4 separate regions of the Mus musculus genome follow, and all the other regions are linked to region 3. Evidence: chromatin contacts called from public HiChIP or PLAC-seq data. All regions are on one chromosome and are shown on one strand. Each heading gives the region's core, a stretch centred on a gene start, on an enhancer-like site or on the middle of the called end of the contact. The rest is flanking DNA. Distances are from core to core; before and after follow the strand shown. Region 1 overlaps Lpp (LIM domain containing preferred translocation partner in lipoma). Region 2 overlaps Lpp (LIM domain containing preferred translocation partner in lipoma). Region 3 overlaps Gm31814 (a long non-coding RNA gene). Region 4 has its middle 37 kb from the start of Tprg.

Region 1 (2,700 bases), core at 127-2,626, 650 kb before region 3:
CTTGGTCTTCCTGAACCCTAGCTGGCTGGTTCAACTCTCCTGTCCTGCTCTCCATGAACTCTAGAATATCCTGTACTGTGCGCTTTTCTTCCGGTGCTGTCTGTCTCTCCATTAAGCAGCTTTCCTTTCCCCCTCCTCTCTTTGGAGAGTTGGGCATATCCTATTCTGTCAAATCTTTCTCTGATTCATCACGTTTCCTGCCACTCAATTCAAACATGAGTGCTTCCTTCTACAAGCTAATGTTACCTTCATTGTTTGGGACTAAAGGTGTGTGCGAAGGGTATGTTTGTATTCCAGCCAGATGGATTAAAGGTATGTGCTAAGATCTGAACCACACCCTAACTAGAAGCAGGTTCAAGTATCCCGTACCAAGAAGTGTCCTTGGGCCTCATGATACACTCATCCTTGCCAGAGGCTTAGAGATGCCAAAAATGTTTAGGAGTCCTCATTCTTGATATGTTTCTTAAATGACTTTAAGGTCGCCTCTCCTAAAAAAGCAATGTTAGTGTAGCAACAAAAACTCCTTTATGAAAAAAAAAAAAACTTATGGTCACATGAATAGCATCTCTAGCCTGGGTGTAGACCTCACATCACAGTTGGAATGTGCCAATCATTTGGCCAAGGGATCCCCTCTTGAAAGGCAGCTCATCCCTCACCACTGTGAACAGTCAGATGGAATAGTAACTCTTTAATGAGATGCTGCAGCTTTCCTTACCATAACTCCTGTTCTTAGTGTAGAACCTTACCAGGCCACAGCCATACAGCTTTGCAATGGAAGTCTGCCTGCTGTTCTGAATCATTCAGACAAGGGTAATGTCTCCCTTTCTTTTCTATAGGAGAGGAAGGAGGAGGAGGAGGGGGAAAAGGGGAGGAGGAAGAGGAGGAGGAAGAGGAGGAGGAGACCTGTGTCACAGAGCAAGACAGAAAATGATCACTTTGAATCAATTTTCAAAGACAAGATGATGCTGGAATTGGTCATATAGCATTTAGGCATAAAAATGTGAACAAGATATTTCAGTACCAGGCATAGAATCAGAAAGGCAAGGTCAAACATGATTTCTTGGGGACTATAAAGGAGGCCAGGATCAGTATAGTATTAGACAGAATGCATGGGGTCAGACAACTGGGGTCAAACACAAACCTAATTCACAGAATTTCTACATGTAAAGGTTTAGACAATTCTATGATTTTAATTTATGAGCAACAATTAGTGTGTAGGAACAGTCACACATGAGGCATCATGGAAAGACAGACTGGACTGACTTACATACGTTACAGCCACTTGAATTGTCCCTCACTCCTATGGCATGTGGCAGTCTGGGAAAGAACATGCTGGGAGCCTGACTCTGGCTTTCTAGCAAACTATGACAAAGACAGGCTTCATGCTCTGCCGGCTTCTGTCCTGTTGTGCTTTGCCAAGTCACTGAAGCCCACAACCCTTGGTCGGCTCAGAGCCCAGAGCTGTATCTGTGTTTCCAGGACAGCTAGCTAAACACAATGCCTCTCAGAGCTACTCTATTTCTTGAGGAGAAAACACAATCAACAAATTTGTTGTCAGGGCAGATTTGTGAGGCTGGCAGTTTGAGATCTAATTTTAAAGCTTGTCCAAATTTTGGAGAGGAAACCTGCCATTTCAACAGGAAGAAAAGGAATGAAGATTAAGGAGGTCTAGCTCAGTCAGGATAGATATTTTTTTAAAAGATTATAAAAGGGGGAGCACCATGGCTCACACTGTACAGAAAAGTGGAGTATGCTGGCTTCAGAAGGATTTACGCTGGACCTCTTTCTGGAAACAAGTGCCAGGAAGTCATCTGTAATAAGCATTGCCTAACAGACAAAAAGACAGGGATGGCTCCAAGTTCAAGGTGTCTCTCCTAAATCATGTGATAGAAAATGCAGATGTGTTCACATCTGGAGCAGGAAACATGGTTTACTCTTTAGGTTGTATTTTAGCTGAGCCATGCTTTAATTTAAGCTCCTCTTTCTTTCAGCTTTAGAAAGTAAGGCGCTTCACAGAGAGAGATATGGAACACGGGGTGTGGCTAAAACCCACAACACTCAGGGAGCAGATTCTCTGTTCACTTACTCATGGTGCTGCCTCCGCCTCTTCCCTGCTGCCAAAGACCTTTCAGGAAAAGCTGGTAATGGATGAGTGTGTAAGAAATAATGAAATAGCTAAGCAGTCTTTGCCTTTTGGGAGAAAGCCCAAAGTCCTTAGCAAGACCTCTGTCCATCTCAAAACCCGCCTTACTTCAAGCTGCTCTCTCGGTCTCTGACCACAGTGGCCTCTTTCAGGTCCTCAAGTCAGCAAGTTCCACTGCCTGAGACGTCTAACCTCCTGTCCACTCCTCAGCTCAGTAAGGCATCACTTCCTTAGGAATGAGTGCCGTGACCCTTCTGTCTGTTCTTTATTGGAAATGAAAATCCTAAACCAGACTGAAAGTCTGCTTCACTGACTGTTCAACATCCACAGCTTACAAACAGCAGCCTCCTAGATGAGTTTTGTTAATAGGTAAATATATTTTTTCCTTCCCAAAAAATAAGGTGTCCCCAATTTTCAAAACAGAGAAATTAGAGGTTAAATTACCTAACTGGGGTGAACCAAGAACATATGTTTTAGTCACTGGTTCAAATTAGATTATTATAAGGAACACATATAGGAACAATATATAAGTTTATTTTACTTAGAGAAAGCTAAAT
Region 2 (2,700 bases), core at 169-2,668, 630 kb before region 3:
ACTGCCTGTTCATCAGTGCAGATCTGGTATATGGGGCATTATGGAATGACTTCTCATTGAAGAAGGCTTTCAGCACCCCGTCACATTGGACTGACAGCCACTTCACACTCAAAACTGGGAGGGGTAAATGTTTCAATGAGTGAGAAGAGGTAAATATATTTCTCTCAGATTGCATGTGGTCCTGTAAATATTCCTTTGTATTCTTTTGCAGGATTGGAGCATATCTTAAAAAACAAACAAACTAATTTGAAACACTGAGAAAAAGAAGTTTAAGTCTTAAAAAATGGACTGTGTCTGCTACAACTATATTAATGTGAAATTTCAGGCTATCTTCTTGATGTTTAATACAATTGTGATATTTGTAATATAGTTTATAGTTGTTTTATCATTAGACATATAGTTAGAAATGCTTTAAATTCATATACTTTTTTGGTTAGAATAAGAAAATTAATTTTTTCATTTGTCACTCTTTTCGTAATTAGGCTGAAAACAAAACCACATCTCCAAACTTTACTGGCTTACTATCAAATGAAGCATACTCTGTTTGAAAAATGATGCCATACCTCTGAGAATTTTATGCCAACAAATGGCATTTCACTGTAGAAAACACACTGAGGGTTGCGGAAAATAGATTAAAGCATGTGAACATTATTACAAGTCCACTGGATTCGAATGAGAAGTAGATTTTTATATTATAAATTCAATATAAGTCAACACACTTATTCTTCTATATTAACTTTCCCTTTTGTTTTGTTTAAGTCAGAAAGGACCACTTAACAGGATGTCAAGCAGCACAAGGGATCTAAGAAACATACTTTGGCAAAATAAGGATGGGGTCATGAGAGGGGCACAGTGGCTGGCTAGGCAGCAGTAGCAGCTGTCTTATTCTGGTTCAAAGTGCAGCACAAGAATGTATATCCTGAGCCTATAAGGCATCTGGAGAGTTAGACAGCTATCCCAGGTATGGGACATCTTTGATCACCAGCCTACAGTGAAAGCCTGCTCCAGAAAGAAAAATATTTCGTTTTCAATCTCCTTCACGTCAGCTCGTTGTCCAGTACTTCAGTGTGCTTTTGTGTGACAAGAAGAAGTGGACTAGTCACCACTAGCGCTTCTTACCATGACTGAGGAATTTCCCGGGTTCAACAGTCTAAGGCACCATGTGTGGCACACTGCAGAGAAAAGTGCTACCGAAATATGCAAGGGAAGTCACATCTAAAACACCTCTGCAAGAGTTTTCCCAGGAAAGGCAATTGAGAATGCAATTTTGACAGGTAGAGGGGGGAGGCAGAAAAATGCTGCTTTCTGCCCCACCCCCACCGCCAAAGAAAGGATGAACATCTGTGGCTTACTGGATGCAAACCACTGGCCTCAACGAGCATCTGTGTGCTCGCCACAGAAGCAGATGGCCTACATTCTCAGAAACAAGTCTCTCTTTACGTCTGGAGAATATTCTTCCAGAGTAGGTTGGGCTAATGTGCTGGACCCGGACCTGGGCCTGACCAGTTTTGTTACCTCCTTTAAATTCTTCCTATTCTTGGGATAAATTAGGGACACCAGCCTCAAGGGCAGCCAGTCTGACACCTTCCAATTCACAATCATAGGGGGAAAAAACAGCAAAGAACAAAAGTTAAAAATAGGTCTACAAACCAGCAACAGAAAACAAGGCGCCCAAATGTTCCCCCTTTACATTAACAAGAATATATAAACTATTCCTCAGGAGAGCATTCAGAATGCAGAGCAAGCAACTCAGGCAGAGGGTATCTTTGCTTTGAGAGGGACTCAGACAACACATTAGTAAAAGCATACCACAGCCTGTCACTTAGACAAAATCCTCAGTGCCTTAAACAGGAAAGGCCAGAGGAATGTCGGCAGGCCTCTAGGCACCAGGGCATGAAGGAAGCACAGTTGACTAGGCAGCAGGAAGCAAGGAGCTCTGGCACAGGGCCGGCATGCAGAGCTTCTAAGCAATGGATGCTTAGCAAATCAAATATTCCAGGAGCAGAGGTCCGGAAAGCTGATACACATACCAAAAGATTTCATATGTTACTACTGTCTGTGGCCAGCCTGGGATCCTGTGTACCTATCTTCTCTTTTCCACATGTAACAATGTCCTTAATGTTGGTGAAACCAAGTATATAAATCAGGTCTCCTTTATCTTGGGACACTACAAGGGCTTCCTCAATGTACTGAAACCTGTGGTTGTCATGCTAGTACTATAAATTTAAATGCCTTATGGATGTCTTAATAGTTGAGCTAAGCCTGAATAGCCAGACTGAATTCCAAATGCATGATAGGCGAGATGTAAGGAGAGACAGGCAGTCTAGGAAAACCAATAGGCTAAGCAAGTACAGGATATGAGCTTCCAGAGGTATTTTCAAGCCTGCTTGCTGTTTGTATTTGCTCACAAAAGTTATTTTAAAACATCTTCCTAGTAATAACTGTATGCAAAAGACATATTCAAGCAAGTCTATAAGGACATAGTCAGTACCTCAAACTCTGCTATCCTTCCCTTTGTGGTCCTTTTCCTCTCTTGTTAGTCCTTTGCTTTTTTGCTGGCTAGTTGTATGCCAACTTGACACATGGTATAGTCATCTGAGAGGAGGAAACCTCGACTGAGAAAATTCCCTCATAAGATCACGCTATAGGTGAGTCCATGGAACATTTCCTTAATGATTGATGTAGGAGGTTACCGCCCAC
Region 3 (2,700 bases), core at 153-2,652:
ATTTTCATTCCCCTGATGACTGAAGATACTGAACACTTCTTTAAACATTTCTCAGCCATTTGAGTTTTCTCTTTTGAGAATTATGTTTAGATCTGTACCCCAGTTTTTAATTGGGTTTGTTTTCTTGATACCTAAGGTTGTTTTCTGTTTAGTTATATATTTTGGATATTAGTCTTCTATCAGATGTAAATGGATAGAACTAGAAAAAGTTATCTTGAATAAGGTAACACAGAACAAGAAAACCAAGCCTGATCTTTTACACAATGAATAAAAGGCTAAAGTAGGGGGGTAACACCCTATGTCTAAAGAGAAGTAGTTTCCCTCCTGCCTATTTCCCAAAGGCAGGAGGAAAAAAAATACACATTCATGAACAGCATCAATATGTTTTTATAGTGATAACCTATATAGATAAGGTGTTAAAGTTTTCTAATGTATATTCATTTATCTATACAAAATATTTACACAAACACCTATAACTTATCCTACCTGCCTTTGGCGGTCTGGTGAGATGAGATCTCAGACTGTGGGTCTCACTGACCTGGAACTGAACAATTCTTCTGCAATGGGCATGGCCATGGCCACCTTCTTTACTAAGAGAAAATTCTATGGTACAAACAGACAGACAGACAAACAGGCAGGCAGGCAATCCAGATCTTACTGGGTACCTTAGACTCAGGGAAAGGTCAAAGGTCTTGGAAGTTTACTTGTCATTCTCTGGAATGGGTAATTCTTATAATTAAAGGTAACAAACGTCTGCTGTGGTAGTGTCTGCCTTTAGCAATCAGTAAACAAAGGCAGGGCCATCTCTGTGAGTTCAAGGCCAACATGGTTTACATAGGGCATTTCAAGCCAGGTAGTGAGACTACCATAACCACTACCACCACCACCACCACCACCACCACCACCACCACCAAAGCAGAAATCAATAAAGGATCATTAGACAGCAACTTGCTAAGGTTCAGCCTTCTGTACTAAAGGAGTGTCTTTCCCTTTGCTATGGCATTGCATTTGCTGAAGCAGAAATGTGTGTCACTATGTCCCAAAGGCAAAAATATATACATTAAACAAACAGGAAAAAAAAAAGACAAAAGAAAAACCCACCAACAGTCACACACTGCAGGTGTACAGATTGTCCCCCAGCCGGCCTCTCTGTGCCGACATCCTGTGAGGTTGCTGCATCTGTGAGGAGCAGGGGAGAGAGAAAGGCTTCCTCAGGGAGCAGAAGTCAACATTTTTTAGAATTTATCATAATCTTGCAGGGCCTCTGTGTCCTCAGACTAAGTCTTCCCTCTTTGGGAGCAATCTCTCCCTGTCAGCTATCACACCTCCAGTGTAGATGCCCTCTTGCCACTTTCCTAGGTGGCCTATGAACTCATGAAGGCAGCAACTGTGGTACCGTGTACTAAACAGAACCTCCCTTGAGACAAATCTACAAAGCATTTCTTCATTGATGTGACACAAAACACTAACTTTTGGAGAGTGGGCAGAAAATTCTAGAATTTCTATTCATGCTTACCTTTTAGCCAGAAATATAAGCGATGCCAACATTTATTATCTCTTAAGGCCTAGATTAGAGAGTTATATACATATAAAATATAAAACTATAATATAAAAATATAAAATGAAAAAAGTCTTGTTATGACTATTTGTTTTTGTTTTTCTGTGTTGATTAAAAATATTTGGAGATCACAGCTTCAGTGGTGAGTTAATGATTATTGCTTGAAAAATCAGTAACTCAAAAGAGTTTTAACTTTAAATAGGAAAACCTAATGCCTAAGAAAAATATGGGATATTTGTTTTAACCAATAAGCAAATATACATACTGTGGCCAGCTTGTATATTAAAGCTTACATACAGGATCTTGAGAGTTATTTTAGCTTTCAAAGATCATTCCCCATGCATGTATGGAGAAGGATTTTGAGGAAGCTGAAATTCTAATGGTCACAGTATAATATGACTAAAGAGACAGGCTACGGGGAGCTGGGCACTCCCTGACTTCTGGCAATGAAATTTGACACCATTTTTTTCTGAAGGATATCTTGACAAATTTATCAAGACTTTTAAAACATACTTGAGACAGATCTGGAAGGGCCTAAAGACATTGGGAAGGAGAAAAAAAAAGGAGAGACCCCCCCCCAAAATAAAACAAAAACAAACAAACAAACAAACAAACAAAATCCTGAATGAAAATCTCTGGTCCGGCAAGGCCATCTTTGAAGTTTAAAGATTTATGTAGCTATTTACCCAGAAGAATGATAATCATATTATATCTAATACTAACAGTCATATTCAACCCTAGTGCCAACCATATTTAACTTTTGATACATGTTTTATAGCAAGTCAATGTAGCAAGAGCCAACCATTAAATTTGATAGGCAGACACAGATGTAATTACATTGAAAGTTAGTTCTGTAAAATTAGAATGGGTCATCCAGAGTGAGTCTATCAGTATGAGGCCACATAGGAAAAGCCTGCCTAGAGAAGGCGGGGCTGTAGAAGTACATGTCCACTTTAATCCCAGCACTCAGGAGCCTGGTCACGTGGAGCTCTGATTTGGAGGCTAGCCTGGCCTACTGAGTGAGTTCTGGGACAGTCAGGACTACACCGAGAAACCCTGTCTTGGAACACCAGAAGGGGGGGGGGGTTGGTCAGGTGTAGATTTGTGTGACCACCACAACAGTCAGAACCAGTAGTCATCAC
Region 4 (2,700 bases), core at 144-2,643, 990 kb before region 3:
TCTAGACATCAGTATCACCTGCTTGGAGTAGAAGGAATGGTGCTAAAAGTGAGGTGGCTGAGCCTGTCAGCAGGACACGTTACCCTATGGCCTTTTGAGCATTATGTATCATTTAATGTATCATCTATTAGGCCATCTGTAAGACATGGATGATGACAGGAAGGATTCATTGGCTGGCTTTGTTTGTTTGCTTGCTTGCTTATTAAAGAGAATGCTGGCAACAGGTGCTTCTTGTTCCAGACATACAGCTAGACTGTTGTCCCATCCTCATTTCACACATGAGGAATGCAGGACCCAGTGGGAACAGGTGACTCACCCACCCTCAGACAGGAAGCCAGGGCACAGCTGCCTGACAGAAGTTCAGTGTTGCAGGGATCCCAAGGGCCAAGACTCAGGGTGAAATCAAAGCTGTGTGATAGCTAACACCAAATGTCAATTCGACCAGAACTTGAGTCGGTATGGAAACGATCCTTTAAATAAGTCTAGATTTGGTTCATTGAGGTGGAAAAAGACACCCTGAAAGTGGAAGGTATGATTCTATGGGCTGGGGTTTCGATTTGAATGAAATGAGAAAGTGAGGTTGAACATCTTTCATTATGCCTGCTTCCTGATTACAGATGTAATAGGACGCATCGCCTCCTGCACCTACCCTGCCACCATGGCCTGTGTACTCTGGAACTTTAGGTCTAAATTCATACTTCCTCTGTAGGTCACTTTAGCTGGGAATTTTATCACAGCAGATAGAAAAGCTACTAGCGTAGGTTGGAAAGGAAATGTGGAGCAAGTAGTGAACCTGTGTCAGTCAAAACCACCAATGTCAAACACATGGTGCAGGTAACTTTTCCCTCACTGCCTGTCCCCTATGTCTATCAAATGGAAATTATGCATTTGTCATTTTCAATCACCTGACTATATAGTTTTCCAGGTCCCATCTACTCAGCTCAATGACCTTAACACACACCAAAACATGTACTGGTAAAAAACATTTTATGTTGCTATCCTCCAGCGATTAGATCTATCGATGTCATCGTCTCTCCTATGTGCTTTCTAAGTTCAGGGGCTTACGTTGTGCTGGACAAGCATCCAAGTGACAGCAGATGTAGTTGGCCTTCCTGAGCTTGCTTCATTCTACCTCCCATGGTTGGAGTTCCCATCTTTCCGTAGTCTCTGTTTCTTGCCTCCCTGTTTCCACAGCATACAGAGTCCAGACCTTTAATGGCACTCAGGCTCCGACACCGGGTCCCATTCGTTCATTCCAATTTTCCATGTTCTTCTTCCTCACATATACACTAAATTTTAAGCTATACCCAGACTCAGTGTTAAAGTCTAAATTCAGGAGGCCAAACTGGCTTGTCTACCTAGTAGGAACCACTAGAATGTTCCTCTGTTCTGCCACACCCTCTCAGTCTCAGACTTGCCCTGTTGAAAGCATCACCTTCCTCGTAGTTTCAAAACACGTGCCCTTGCCTTCCTCCTACCTCCTTAGATGGCCCTTTGCCAATCTCTCTCTGTGCCCTGGAGTGTGAGCCTGGAGGAACAACTTGCATTACTTGAGATGAAATTAGATGCAGATGCTAGAAGGGAGTAATACTATAGAAAGAAGCAGAAGAAAAAAACAAACCAAGCATACAAACAAACCACCAGCTTTTGGCTTCCGATGAAAGTATGTCTACATAGCTTCAAATCAGAGCTGTGCGGCTGGTTCTCCAGAGTAGCACCTGGAACGCTGTTTACCAACCCTTTCTCTTGTCTGTTCAGTTGCTTGCGATGCTTTGAAGTCTGCAAAAACTACTATCTCCAATCAGAGCTGGGTTTCCTCTCCAGACAGGAAGACTGCCCTTCAACAGAGAAGCTATGCTTCTATTTGTGGTCTGACTATAGCTATGACTCATCCAGTCAAGCCAGAGGCTGTTTTGATCCTTCGCTGTCCAGAGTCTGTTTACAGTTGTAATTTTCTCTCTTTCCTTTCGTCTTGCTCTCTCCACTCTTCTGAATTATCAGAAGAGTCATACACATTTGACAAGTAGAACCTGTACAGGAGAGAGTATTACAAGTGAACACACTTTCTCATGACACCCACAAATAAATGCTTGTGTTTACAGGTCTGATGACGGAGTTCCAGTAATGACTTGGCCTTTTTTTTTTTTACTTGATTAAATATTCCCCTGGGCCTGCCAGTCTGGACTTCGGTTATTTAACGAGGACGTTGGAACACAACCTCAAGACGTCTGCAAAACTGACCTTTTCTTAAGGTTTACTCCCAGAGCAAAGTAAAGCTTGCGTTAGACTGGATGGCTCCGGGATACCAGTTTGTAATTCACGCTCCTCAAATCCCACCAGAACCACGGAGAACCATGGGGCATATGATGGAAATTCCACGTTGCACTTGGAGAAATGGAAATTAAAGAGGAGAAGGCAACTTGTCACAAGTCACAAGAGTAGTCACAACACAACAGTGTCTCACTGAAGGGCTTGCACTGAACATCGATCAGCTCGAGGTTGACTGTCCACAGTGTACAAACTTCCTGGGTCATTTTATGGCACTGCTATGCACTCTCTTCTCTTCTGCTCAGGAATGTCACTGGCTAGAGGGACCATGGACCAGAGCAGGTAAAATGAAAGACAAGCACAAAACTGACCTATTTTTTTAAGAGCTGTCTTACTGTTAGACTTGGACACGATACAGAACACTCTTAAGAG

The links. HiChIP or PLAC-seq counts read pairs in DNA pulled down with a chosen protein or histone mark.
Region 1: a contact with region 3 is called in a CTCF HiChIP or PLAC-seq map of CD8 T cells, with 5 read pairs. The contact joins two enhancer-like sites. A contact is called at or near these places in 3 of 15 datasets of contacts at CTCF or cohesin (CD8 T cells, large pre-B cells and pro-B cells) and 1 of 115 datasets of contacts at active chromatin or transcription factors (large pre-B cells).
Region 2: a contact with region 3 is called in an SMC1A HiChIP or PLAC-seq map of large pre-B cells, with 2.7 times the contacts expected there. The contact joins two enhancer-like sites. A contact is called at or near these places in 2 of 15 datasets of contacts at CTCF or cohesin (large pre-B cells and pro-B cells), 1 of 484 Hi-C or Micro-C datasets (liver), 1 of 115 datasets of contacts at active chromatin or transcription factors (large pre-B cells) and 1 of 9 other capture datasets (embryonic stem cells).
Region 4: a contact with region 3 is called in an SMC1A HiChIP or PLAC-seq map of large pre-B cells, with 5 times the contacts expected there. The contact joins two enhancer-like sites. A contact is called at or near these places in 2 of 15 datasets of contacts at CTCF or cohesin (large pre-B cells and pro-B cells), 2 of 484 Hi-C or Micro-C datasets (large pre-B cells and pro-B cells) and 1 of 115 datasets of contacts at active chromatin or transcription factors (large pre-B cells).

What each region holds. Positions count from the first base shown.
Region 1 is chr16:24,913,272-24,915,971 of GRCm38.p6, reverse strand. The region is part of intron 10 of Lpp (LIM domain containing preferred translocation partner in lipoma); the gene reads right to left. Among named protein-coding and RNA genes, the nearest start is that of Gm52245, 27 kb to the left of the region's middle. Within about 2 kb of position 1,376, at least 143 of the 459 cell types and tissues checked have an H3K27ac peak or open chromatin away from gene starts, as enhancers often do.
Region 2 is chr16:24,885,774-24,888,473 of GRCm38.p6, reverse strand. All of the region lies in intron 9 of Lpp (LIM domain containing preferred translocation partner in lipoma), which reads right to left. Among named protein-coding and RNA genes, the nearest start is that of Gm22672, 3.0 kb to the right of the region's middle. Within about 2 kb of position 1,418, at least 19 of the 459 cell types and tissues checked have an H3K27ac peak or open chromatin away from gene starts, as enhancers often do.
Region 3 is chr16:24,258,478-24,261,177 of GRCm38.p6, reverse strand. All of the region lies in intron 1 of Gm31814 (a long non-coding RNA gene), which reads left to right. Among named protein-coding and RNA genes, the nearest start is that of Gm31814, 3.4 kb to the left of the region's middle. Within about 2 kb of position 1,402, at least 9 of the 459 cell types and tissues checked have an H3K27ac peak or open chromatin away from gene starts, as enhancers often do.
Region 4 is chr16:25,248,159-25,250,858 of GRCm38.p6, reverse strand. No RefSeq gene overlaps it. Among named protein-coding and RNA genes, the nearest start is that of Tprg, 37 kb to the left of the region's middle. Within about 2 kb of position 1,393, at least 81 of the 459 cell types and tissues checked have an H3K27ac peak or open chromatin away from gene starts, as enhancers often do.